Linked DNA regions of Danio rerio: region 1 is linked to region 2. The links are chromatin contacts, called in public Hi-C maps. All regions are on one chromosome and are shown on one strand. The core of a region is the stretch at or near the end of the contact, and the rest is flanking DNA. Distances in the headings are between cores, read along the strand shown.

What was found. A called contact is a pair of places that touch in the nucleus more often than the background predicts.
Region 1: a contact with region 2 is called in a Hi-C map of an unstated tissue, with 2.4 times the contacts expected there. The contact joins two enhancer-like sites. A contact is called at or near these places in 2 of 18 Hi-C or Micro-C datasets (caudal fin and an unstated tissue).

The regions. Positions count from the first base shown.
Region 1 is chr18:4,683,655-4,690,047 of GRCz12tu, reverse strand. The region is part of intron 2 of LOC141378793 (a long non-coding RNA gene); the gene reads right to left. Among named protein-coding and RNA genes, the nearest start is that of relt, 8.8 kb to the right of the region's middle. Within about 2 kb of position 4,812, at least 6 of the 62 cell types and tissues checked have an H3K27ac peak or open chromatin away from gene starts, as enhancers often do. A contact at or near this core is called in caudal fin, where this site is marked.
Region 2 is chr18:4,633,254-4,639,556 of GRCz12tu, reverse strand. It overlaps relt (RELT TNF receptor), which reads left to right. Exons shown (of 11, transcript NM_207073.2): 6 at 906-1,160. The region is part of intron 2 of LOC141378793 (a long non-coding RNA gene); the gene reads right to left. Among named protein-coding and RNA genes, the nearest start is that of p2ry2.3, 36 kb to the right of the region's middle. Within about 2 kb of position 3,561, at least 8 of the 62 cell types and tissues checked have an H3K27ac peak or open chromatin away from gene starts, as enhancers often do. A contact at or near this core is called in caudal fin, where this site is marked.

The DNA.
Region 1 (6,393 bases), core at 3,563-6,062, 49 kb before region 2:
ATGGGAGTAACTCAATTTATTTAGGCATGTAGACATGGTCAAGACGATCTGCTGCAGATCAAATTGAGCATCAGAATGGGGAAGAAAGATGATTTAAGTGACTTTGAACGTGGCATGGTTGTTGCTGCCAGACGGGCTGGTCTGAGTATTTCAGAACCTGCTGATCTACAGGGATTTTCACGCACAACCATCTCTAAGGTTTACAGAGAATGTTTCAAAAAAGAGAACACATCCAGTGAGTGGCAGTTCTGTTTGCACAAATGCCTTGTTGATGTCAGAGGAGAATGGCCAGATTGGTTCCAGCTAACAGAAAGGCAGCAGCAACTCGAATAGCCACTCGCTACAAGCGAGGTCTGCAGAAGAGCATCTCTGAACACACAACACGTCCAACCTTGAGGCGGATGGGCTACAGCAGCAGAAGACCACACCGGGTGCCGCTCCTGTCAGCTAAGAACAGGAAACTGAGGCTACAATTCACACAGGTTCACCAAAACTGGACAATAGCAGATTGGAGAAACATTGCCTGCTCTGATGAGTCTCGATATCTGCTGTGACATTTGGATGGTCGGGTCAGAATTTGGCGTCAACAAATTTAAAGCATGGATCCATCCTGCCTTGTATCAATGGTTCAGGCTGGTTGTGGTGGTGTAATGGTGTGGGCGATATTTTCTTGGCACACTTTGGGCCCATTAGTACCAATTAAGCATCATGTCAACGCCTAAGCCTACCTGAGTATTGTTTCTGACCATGTCCATCCCTTTATGACCACAGTGTACACATCTTCTGATGGCTACTTCCAACCGGATAACGTGCCATATCATAAAGCCTGAATAATATCAGACTGGTTTCTTAAACACGACGAGTTCACTGTACTCACTGTCACCAAAACTCAATCCAAGAGCACCTTTGGGATGTGGTGGAACGGGAGATTCACATCATGGATGTGCAGCCGACAAATCTGCTGCAACTGTGTGATGCTATCATGTCAATATGGAGCAAAATCTCTGAGGAATATTTCCAGTACCTTGTTGAATCTATGCCACAAAGGATTAAGTCAGTTCTGAAGGCAAAAGAGGATCCAACCCGCTACTAGTAAGGTGTACCTAATAAAGTGGCCGGTGAGTGTAATTAGACCTTTTTGTTATTATACAATAATGATTATTATTTAATACAGATTTTTACATTCTACAAACGCAGAGGAAAATAAAAATTAATAATACTCTGAATTGTCTGACTAAAGTTTAATCATTTTTACACTGTAAAATAAATAAATAAACAAGCAAAAACTTAACAATGTAGCAGTATTAATGTTTTATCACTTCAGGAAATGCACAGTGTGAGTCTGCAATCTTGTGTTCCTATTCATTTTGAAACCTCAATAGCTAGGCTACTATAGTAGAATTGACCTGCTAGGGTAATTACTATGGTAATACAACAACTAGTATAAACAAGTTACCCAAACTACATTTTCACAGTTTTACTGCAGTAAGCACGCTAAACTCTTTTTTTTTTTACAGTTTGTCTATGCTGTACCACTCAATAACAATAACTTACAGTAGCCTTTGGTTCAAAAAAGCAGTGGTATTTACTATAAACCATTATAGTAATTTTTATTTGGGTTGTAACGTCGACATTTAGTGTTTTGCCAAAAGAGAAACTGCGACCAAACGTGACGATACTACGACATTACATGAGCACAGAGTAATAGCCAAGCCTGTGTCGTGGAAAAGTGTGTTTCTAGTGAGGTAAATGTCCCAGATGTGTATTACAGGTGTAGGAAACTCCAGACAGAAACACCCTGTTCCTGGAATGTCCAGAACTGTCTCTAATTAGCATATTAATCGATCCCTATAGCTAGCATCGGGAATCCATTAGCACCTTGTGACAATTGCTCGTTGAACCCAGGTTTAACAGAGATTATGGGTTACAGTAGTGATGAACCGCACCTGTAACAGCTATTAGTTGGGGAAAAACGTCATACAGAAGTCCTGTGAAACACTATTGGAAATATGAGAGAAACGTTTAGTAGGGAAGGGATACAGCTGCGACTACTTGTTGGGTGTGCTCACATCAATAAGCGAATACTTGAAGGCACTTCGATATAGGCTAACATTGTGATACTGCACAATAATTACTATTTGTACGTTATTGTTATGGTTTGGTTTAGGGTTGAGTAAGGGCAGGTGTTAATAAAACACAATGCAATGGGTATTTTAACAAATAATGTAAAATTCATCCTATAGTTAATGAATCATTTGCTTTAATGTAGCCTATGACAGGCACAATTATCGCTAATAACAAGTGTTTAGATTCTAATTCTGCCAAAATTGAGACTTCTATATAAAATAAAGTCAAATAATCAATTTTCTTACACTTTAAAAATGTCATAACAACGAAACAATATAGAGCAAAGATAACAACATGTAGTTTATAAAATAAGTAGTTCAGTTATTTACTCATTCATTTATTTTCTTTCAGCTTAGTCTTTTATTTATCAGGGGTCATCCAGCATATGTTTTGCCCAGTGGATGCCCTTGCAGCCACAAACTCTGGGAAAGTGTCCAGTCCAGTCTTCATTGTGGTCCTAAGGGAATTGTTCGAATTTGTTTATTTATTTTTGTCTAAATGGTGATATATACAGTACTGTGCAAAAGTTTTGGTCCCCCAACAGTTTTGGTGTTTTATCAAAGTTTTCATGACCTTCCCGATATTAAACTGGTCTCTGCATTAAGATATATACAGATAAAAAAAAGAAATATCCACACAAAATTAAGAACAAAAACGCTGATTTCAGAATAAAAATGAGCTCCTGCTAGCAAAACTACAGTATATTAAGGTCTGGACACTGTGGAGGCCATTCCATGATTGATTTAGTTTTATATATATATATATATATATATATATATATATATTTATATATATATATATATATATATATATATATATATATATATATATATATATATATATATATATCATATAATTTTATAATCAATATAATTATCTTTAAATGTCGTTACTTTTCAGGTGAAGAGCGAGAGATTATTATACTATATTATAAATAAAAATAATCATATTAAAATGACAAATCTAAACGCATTTTGCACAGTACTGTATGTTTTTTCAGTATTCTCAGTGAATAAAATGCTTGATTTATAAAAAAACTGATTTATTTATTTTTGTATAAATGGTGATATATACAGTCCTATACAAAAGTTTTGGTCCCCCAACAGGGTTGGTGTTTTATTAAAGTTTTAATGATCTTCCAGATATTAGACTGTTCTCTGCATTAGGATATAAACAGATAGAAAAAAATATGCACACAAAACTAGGAGAACCAAAACACTGTTTTTAGAATTAAAAAGTAATACTATAGTAAATTAGGGTCTGGACACTGTGCAGGCCATTCCATGACAGTTGTAGTTGTTTTTTTTGTCTATAAATATCTTATACTTTTATAATCAATGTAATTATCTTTAAATGTCATTACTTTTCAGGTGAAGATCGAGAAATTAATATACTGTATTAAAAATAAATATAAATAGTTATATTAAAATGACAAATGCAAACACATTTTGCACAGCACTGTATGCTTTTTCAGCATTCTCGCAGGATAAAGTACTTGGTTTGTAAGGAATTTTCTCAATTTATTTTTATTTTTTGATAAAAATAATTATAATCACAGTACAGTACTGTGCAAAAGTCTTGGTCCCCCAACAGTTTTGGTGTTTTATCAAAGTCTTAATGATCTTCCAGATATTAGACTGGTCTCTGCATTAAGATATAAACAGATAGAAAAGACATATGCACATAAAATTAAGAAAAACAAAACACTGATTTCAGAATCAAATGGCTCCTGCTAGCAAAACTACAGTATTTTAAGGTCTGGACACTGTGGAGGCCATTCCATGATTGATTAAGTTTTATATATATATATATATATATATATATATATATATATATATATATATATATATATATATATATATATATATATATATATCATATAATTTTATAATCAATATAATTATCTTTAAATGTAGTTACTTTTCAGATCAAGAGCGAGAGATTATTATACTATATTATAAATAAAAATAATCATATTTAAATGACAAATGTAAACGCATTTTGCACAGTACTGTATACTTTTTCAGCTTTTTCAGACGATAAAATGCTTGATTTATAAAAAAAAACTGATTTATTTATTTTTGTGTAAATGGTGATGTATACAGTACTGTGCAAAAGTTTTGTCCCCCAACCGTTTTGATGTTTATCAAAGTTTTAATGATCTTCCAGATATTAGACTGGTCTCTGCATTAAGATATAAAAAGATAGAAAATAAATATGCACACAAAATTAAGAAAAACAAAACACTGATTTTAGAATAAAATGGCTATTGCTAGCAATACAGTATATTAAGGTCTGGACACTGTGCAGGCCATTCCATGACTATTTTAGTTTTGTTTGTTTTTTTTTTGTTTGTTTTTTTGTCTATAAATATCATATACTTTTATAATCAATATAATTATCTTTAAATGTCGTTACTTTTCAGGTGAAGAGCTAGAGATTATTATACTGTATTATAAATAAATATAAATAACCATAATAAAATGACAAATCTAAACACATTGCACAGCATTTTCAGAGGATAAAGTGCTCTATTTATAATAAACTGCTTTTTAAACAAGTTTTAGTTTCTTTTCGAATCAAAAGTCTTACTAATGCAGCTGTAGTGTAAACAGTGCTACATGTATATGCTCTGAATCACTCATATAAACTGAATGAAATACACAAGACTGATTCACATCAACTCACAGGGAACGAGTTGTGTGAGGGCACAATGAAAGCTTTATGTGATCACGCAATGAACATTCATGGCCTGATCCTGCAGTTCATGCTTTGTGTGAGAGATCTGGTTTTATTCTGACGCACTATTCAGTGTAGCTGGCGTAAAGGGAGCCTACAAGATATCTCTATCGGGTTGCAGGAGCTACCGTTTCATTAAACATTTAAAGACAACATTGGTAGGTTTCTATAGAAGGGGTGGCACGTGGCTCAGCGGTTAGCACTGTCGCCTCACAGCAAGAAGGTCGCTGCTTTGAGTCTTGTCTGGGTCAATTGTCATTTCTGTGTGGAGTTTGCATGTTCTCCCGGTGTTGGTGTGGGTTTCCTATGGGTGCTCCGGTTTCCCCCACAGTCCAAAAACATGTGGTGTACGTGAATTGGATAAACTAAATTGGCTGGGCATCCGCTGCATGAAACATATGCTGGATTAATTGGCGGTTCATTCTGCTGTGGCGACCCCTGATAAATAAGGGACTAAGCCGAAGGAAAATGTATGAATGAATGACAAATAAAACACAAATTACTTAAGCATGGAAGGGTTTCATGGCCAAAAACAAGATGTGAAATTTAATTGGGAACTATTTGTCTGTAATTTGTTGCAGTGCATCAACATGCACAACAACCAATGAAACTGCTGTATTTTAAACTATATTTGCATATGTGGAATGATGACAGATTTGGATATATGTATAAAAACATCAGAAAACATGTTTTTTTTTATGAAGGATAACAAATATTCCCAATTCAACAAGAAAATTGAGATGTTTCTTTGTGATTGCTTTTAATGTATATTTTTATTTATTTAAATAATTTATTATAATTTATTTATTTTAAATTATGATGCAGACATATTTTGGAAGTAATTTCTAGCTCTGATGGATGTGCTTTTCTGTTAGATGACTTAAAGGGATAGTTTAGGCTTAACAATAACACCCGATTCACACGGGGCTTCAGCGTCAAAGCTTCCCATTCACTTTGAATGGGTGACGTCAGGCGTTGCTGAACTGCATTGTGGATCCGTCGGCGCCGCTTCAGAGGCATTGCTCGCTGCAGAAGTTGGGACTAGCTCAACTTTTATTTTGACGGAAGCGTCAGCCAATAAGATCGCTGTATGCAAATACACCAGCTAGACAGTGGCCTATTGCTGACTGAATTTCATTGGCTGACGCTTCTATGACGATTGCTTCAGCCCCAACTTCAGACACGCCTTAAGTCAAGCGTTGACGCTGAAGCCCCGTGTGAATGGGGCGTAAGGACTGCTTGATGGCCCGGGGCCAGCGTGGAAGATGTTCGGGACAGTAGAGAGAATTGTTACTGGCACGATCAGGCCAGTGCTGCCTGCAACTATTTGTCAATTGCATGCAAACAGTCTTAAAATCTATAAACAATTTGTGCTTTTAAGTCTTTGAATGCTACCTTTTTTGTGAAGACGTAAACACCATATTGCTTTTTGGTTCCTTTTATCTGATTGGATGTTGTGAGCACGTTTTTTTTTTCCACAATTTTGTTTAAACCAGTACAGTGAAGAGACTGTAACATGACAGCAAC
Region 2 (6,303 bases), core at 2,312-4,811:
TTTTCACCCTGTTATGACAATTCGCTTTACTTTTTGGATTCTGTTTTTTGTCTTGCCTGATTTCTGGAACCGCTCTTCCCCGAATTCGAACCCAGTTGTTGCCGCGGCCGGCTCCTCCTTCTGGCCTGGCCTCCGCTCCGCCGACGTAACACGATGAGCTAACCGGACAAACTGGTTGCGGCGGGAAAGCCCTCCACATGGAGGAGGTGAGCCGTCAGCCGGCGAGCATGAAGAGGACCGGCGTCAAACCGCCCCGTAGCGTTCGCTTAAAAAAACAAAATGCAGCCATACCTATCTCCGGCCACGTAAATCGGGGTCTCCAGAAATGTCCGTGGGGCTACGTTTTCAGAATGAGCTTGAGTTGGTTATTTTGCAATATCTTTTGCGCTATTTTATTTTTGTTTGTAAAATAGTCTTACACCACTAATTATAATATAAAAGTCTGTTACTATTTGTAATCAGTTTTGGGTGAACTTTTCCTTTCAAAAAACTCTGTGATATGATTTTACGTTAGATTTAGTGGAATATTTATTGATGAATTGATGTTGAGGTATTATGTGGCTGATTTATTTTTAGTAAGAACATTACATTATGATGATTATGCATCATGTATGATCCACCAAAAAAAAAAAATTAAAAAAATTATAACATAAAATATAGTGGAGAGTGTTAAAATAAAAGTATTTTTTTTTTCAAAATGAAATAATAAAAGTAATTATGTAGATATCGATATTTTATTTGATATTTTATGCAATATTTTTATTTTTATTGGTAATCTGATCGAGTCATAGTTTTACACCCTAGTGTTATTATAATATAATGTCACTATTTGTAAATCAATAGCTATTATAAATAGTAATACAGCAGAAAGAGCATTGAGATCTTGTTTTGTGTTGAATCTGCAGAGCCGCACAGCCGGCGGAGACGAAACGTTGTTAAGGGCACCTCCATCAGGGCTGGAGCTGGATCTGGAAACACCACCAGCGTTCAGGCTCCAGAGGAGAAAACTACGGAGTACGCAGTGTTTGCTCTGGTGCCTGTTTTCTGCGTGATGGGGCTGCTGGGAATCCTCATCTGCAACCTCCTCAAGAAGAAGGGCTACCGATGCAGCGCTGAGAAAGACGGCATGGATGCAGAAGCTGCTACTCCACAGAAAGAAGGTACAAAACACAATCACAGCCCTGAATATTTATATATATATATATATATATATATATATATATATATATATATATATATATATATATATATATATATATATATATATATATATATATATATATATATATATATGTGTGCGTCTGTAAAAAAATGGCTACTAAAGTAATGAAGATTAAGCATTGGTGTTGTTTAAAGTAATACTTTTATTGGACGTACTTTAAAATATTGGTCAGGTAAAAGTGGGTTAAAGTATAACAGTATAAACGCTGTTGCATAAGATTGAAGGGTTTATTCTGAGAAAAACAGCCGTCCTGGATGTACTTTATTCTGCTTATTACATGGCTACTAGTCACAAAACATACAAATTAGACACAAAACATTGTTCTGAGTTTTAATAGTTTATGTAATAATATATTTAACTAAATGCAAAGCTGACAGCATGAAAACAGCTGATGGAGCAGCCGGCTGCAGTAAGAGGAGGGCTCAAAAAATGCATCCGAAGTCGGTCGGACACTTCCCAAATCTCGCTGTTTTACTGGCTGGAAATGTCACCAGTGACGGAGATCGCAGTCACGTTTTTTTTTCATCATAGGTGAAAAACCTCAAGAAAAAATTACTATGGTAATTTATAGTAAATATTATAGTGTTTTGAACAATTTTTTCAGCATTGAATTATGCTTATTGTTGTGATACCATAGCAACTATAGAATTTAAATAGCCGTTTTTATAATAGGCATCTAAAGACTACAGTATTGCTTTAAATTACTACTATATTTTTTTAATGTCGGAGTGGATGCAACTGAAATATCACTGTTTTTACGAAAAGATGACCACAATCACAGAAGATGAACAGCTCATTACTTAAAAGTCTGCATTTAAAATATAAATCTGTATAATCAACAGTGAGCCTAATTGTTAAAAGAATGACAAAATGCAGCTGAAGTCAGAATTATTCGCCCCCCTTTGAATTTTATTGTCTTTTTAAAAATTTTTCTCAAATGATGTTTAATAGAGCAAGGACATTTTTACAGTATATGTCTGATAATATTTTTTCTTCTGGAGAAACTCTTATTTGTTTTATTTCGACTAGAATTAAAACAGTTATTAATTTTTTAAACACAATTTTTTGGACAAAATTATTAGCCCCTTTTGGCTATATTTTTCTATAGTCTACAGAACAAACCATTGTTATACAATAACTTGCCTAATTACCCTAGTCTATCTAGTTAACCAAATTAACCTAGTTAAGCCTTTAAATGTCACTTCAAGCTGTATAGAAGTGTCTTGAAAAATATCTAGTCAAATATTATTTACTGTCATCATGGCAAAGATAAAATAAATCAGTTATTAGAGATGAGTTACTAAAACTATTATGCTTAGAAATGTGTTTAAAAAATCTGCTCTCTGTTAAACAGAAAATTGGGAAAAAAATAAACAGGGGGGGGCAAATAATTCAGACTTCAACTGTAAACAGCTTATACAGAAAGAAAGGTTTCAAGAAATGTAATTTGGCTATATTTTAAGTTAAGCAGCTAAATAGCAAGGTGCTTTTGAGTGACAGGTCATGACAAATGTTTGTTTATTTGCTTTGCTAGGAGTGTCCCTAGAATTTGGCATTTATTGAACAAGTGGCCCATTTCTATAGTAATTTCAGTCTTTCTATTGAGGGCATTAGAAGGTATAAAGGGACAGCACTTTACACAGACTTTACAAGATTCACAGATAGTGTTATAAACAGGTTGTTTTTGTTCCAGTCACATACATTAAATGTTTAATTATCTATTACATATGATATGGTACTGCCTATATTATTTCACCATATGTACACCATTATAAGTAGTGAATGTGCATGTCCATGGGGTGGTTGTGTTGGTGTGGTGTGGCTACAGGGCCAGGGCTGAATTTTTCTCTATAGTCAGTCCACCCCTGGTTCAGTTAAGGTAGGGTTAGGGACAGATTTGGTGGTATGGATATATAGCTTTAAGGATAAAAACAGGTATTTGCACAATAAGTACAATGTACTAAATCATTAATTTCAGTGTAAGTACAAGGTCACCGAATATAAAATAAGACTGATTTACTTGATCTCAAATTTAAATATTGATTTCTTTTATCTTAAACTTGATGCAGTCAATCAAGAAACCTTTTAATTAAAACTCCTGGAAAGAAGAGCAATCAAAACAGTCAAGCATATACTTCAGTGCAAATAGCTTATCTTTAAATACAGCCATTTAAAACTCTAATATGAGCACAACAGAGGCCTGATTGTTTCACTAAAATCCCCATTTCAGAGTGAAACTAAGCAAAATGACTGTCCACAATGAGAGCTTGTGTCTGTTTCTCTGCATTTGTATCAGTGGGTGGAGGCGCAGCTGTTGTGATGAACTACAGTAGTACAGTGACACGGGTTTATGATGATTCAGGTTCTGCCTGTAAAGCGGGGTAAATGACACCTTAATCACTGCATGTTTACCAGCTGAGTAAACACAGCAGAGCAGCCGGATTTGGGGCTTTTGTTCAGCTGACAGAATTGTTTGGGTTTAGCAGAATTACAATGATAAAGGAAGTTAGTTACAGTCAAACCCGAAATTAGTATTTCTTCAAGACTGACACTTTTTTTACCTCATTATCTTATAGGAGAAGCACGGGTCATTTCGGTCAAAAAGAAATAATGCTGGCTGAATAAAAGTCACTTCAAGTCAGAATTTGCTAGGGTCATGAGTAATAAATAATCTGAACGTATATATACACGATGGAGACTGTGATGTATTTGTAAGATGTCATGAAATGGCTTACAATGAGAGAACAGATGTTGGAGGATTTTGGTTAAATGGTGTTTTTTGGATGGTTGTGGTTTGCTTTTAGTCGTTGTGATTGACAGGTCAGTCGATTGACAGTGATTGACAGGTTGATCTTGATTGACAGGTTTATACCGCCCCCCCTCATGCCAGTATACGTAATAGAGGTTGTTGAAGATATTTAAATTGAAATGTTGTATAATTAGGGCTCGGCGATATGGCAAAAATGCTATCTGGATAATTATTTTCCATATTAAACGATAATGATATTTATTTATTTCGATATCAGTTGTTAATGCTTCCAGATTTAAAAGATTACCCCAACAATGACTGAAGCCACAAAAATTTGAGGGTCCATTAAATGGCATTGCATGTTTTAGATACATTTTTGGTGCCCGAAAATTGCACATTTCTGCTGTGTGATTGGCTCTTAGATCATTTATTCATTCATTTACTTTTCAACTTAGTCCTTTTATTAATCTGGGGTCGCCACAGCGGAATGAACCGCCAACTTATCCAGCAAATGTTTTACGCAGCGCATGCCCTTCCAGCAGCAACCCATCTCTGGGAAACACTACACTACAGAAAATTTATTTTATTTTTATTTTATTTTTATTTATTTTATTAAACTTTTTTATATTTATATTTTTAATTAATTAATTAATTATTTTTTTTTTAATCAGTGTGTGAACTGACATTATTAAGTATGTCGCTCACTTCTAAAAAATACTGTTTAATTGTAATTATCAAATAAAATCTATCAAATACATATTAAACATGTATAAAATTTTTTTTTTAAATAAAATGCTAACTCAGATATATGACAATATATGCAAATAAGACATGCAAGTTCATTTTTGGATTTTACATATATAAAATATGTCATATATGCAACATATATTTCAAATTATTACAAAAATGGCCAGTTAAATATATATTTTTTCAACCACTCAATTTAGAAATATGTGCGTACTGTATGTTAAATATATTAGCTATAATTTTATATATAAATGTTTATATATGGCCATAAATCAGATTTATGTATGGACTATTAGAATGAGCTAATGATTAAAGATTTCAAATGGTTTGTGTTTTTTATTTGTTTATTTTGACCAATGAGCCTAAACATGATCAAATAAACATACATATAGTAAAGAAAATAAACAAAAATGTATAAATATAATAAATATAATAAATAAATATAAAAAAATAAATAACTCAGAATTATTAGCCCCCTTTGGTTTCTTTGATTTTTTAAATATTTCCCAAATGATTTTTAACAGAGCAAGGAAATTTTCACAGTATGTCTGATAATATTTTTTCTTCTATAGAAAGTCTTTTGTTTTATTTCAGCTAGAATAAAAGCAGTTTTAAATGTTTTAAACACCACCTTAAAGACAAAATTGTTAGCCCCTTTAAGCTATATTTTTTCAATAGTCTCCAGAAAACAACGTCATTATACTATACAATAACTTGCCTAATTCCCCTAACCTGCCTAGTTAACCAAATTAACCTAATTAAGCCTTTAAATGTCATTTTAAGCTGCATAGAATATCTAGTCAAATATTATTGACTGTCATCAGGGCAAAGGTAAAATAAATCAGTTATTAGAGATGAGTTATTAAAACTATTATGTTCAGAAATGTGCTGAAAAAAATCTTCTCTCCATTAAACTGAAATTGGGGGAAAAAATAAACAGGGGGCTAATAATTCTGACTTCAACTGTTCTGTATATAAAGAAACTGATTGTTATGTTTCTTTGTTTGTGAAAATGTGCAATGGTTGTCAAATGGTTGCTAAAACTTTCTATCATTTCTTCATGTATCTTTGAGCAGCGATACATTCCCTCTGTATCTTCTTTCTTCAAATCAATAATTTAGTCTGTTCTCTGCTTGGAGATGCACTGTTGACTAGTTCAGACAAAATGTCAGTTATATCTGATTCACACTCACCCAATAAGCAAACACCGAAAACTAGGCTTCGGGATGTGCAAAACAAAAACAAAAACAACAAAACAAATAGTATTTAGTGAGTATGTTATGATTTTAGTATCGACATGGTGTCTCAGTTTTTAGCACTGTTACCTCAGAGCAAGAAGGTCACTGGTTTGAGTCCCGGCTAGGTCAGTTGGCATTACTGTGTGGAGTTTGCATGTTCTCCCCGTGTTGGCGTGTGTTTCCTTCGGGTGCTTCGGCTAACAAACCATTAACTATGACTTTTAGCTAAAAAACAATCATAATCAGCGTCTTTTTAATACTTATTAAGCTAGTTAGGTTTAGGTATTGGGTAGAATTAGAAATGTAGAATAAGATCATACTCTATATGTACTAATAAATAATAATAG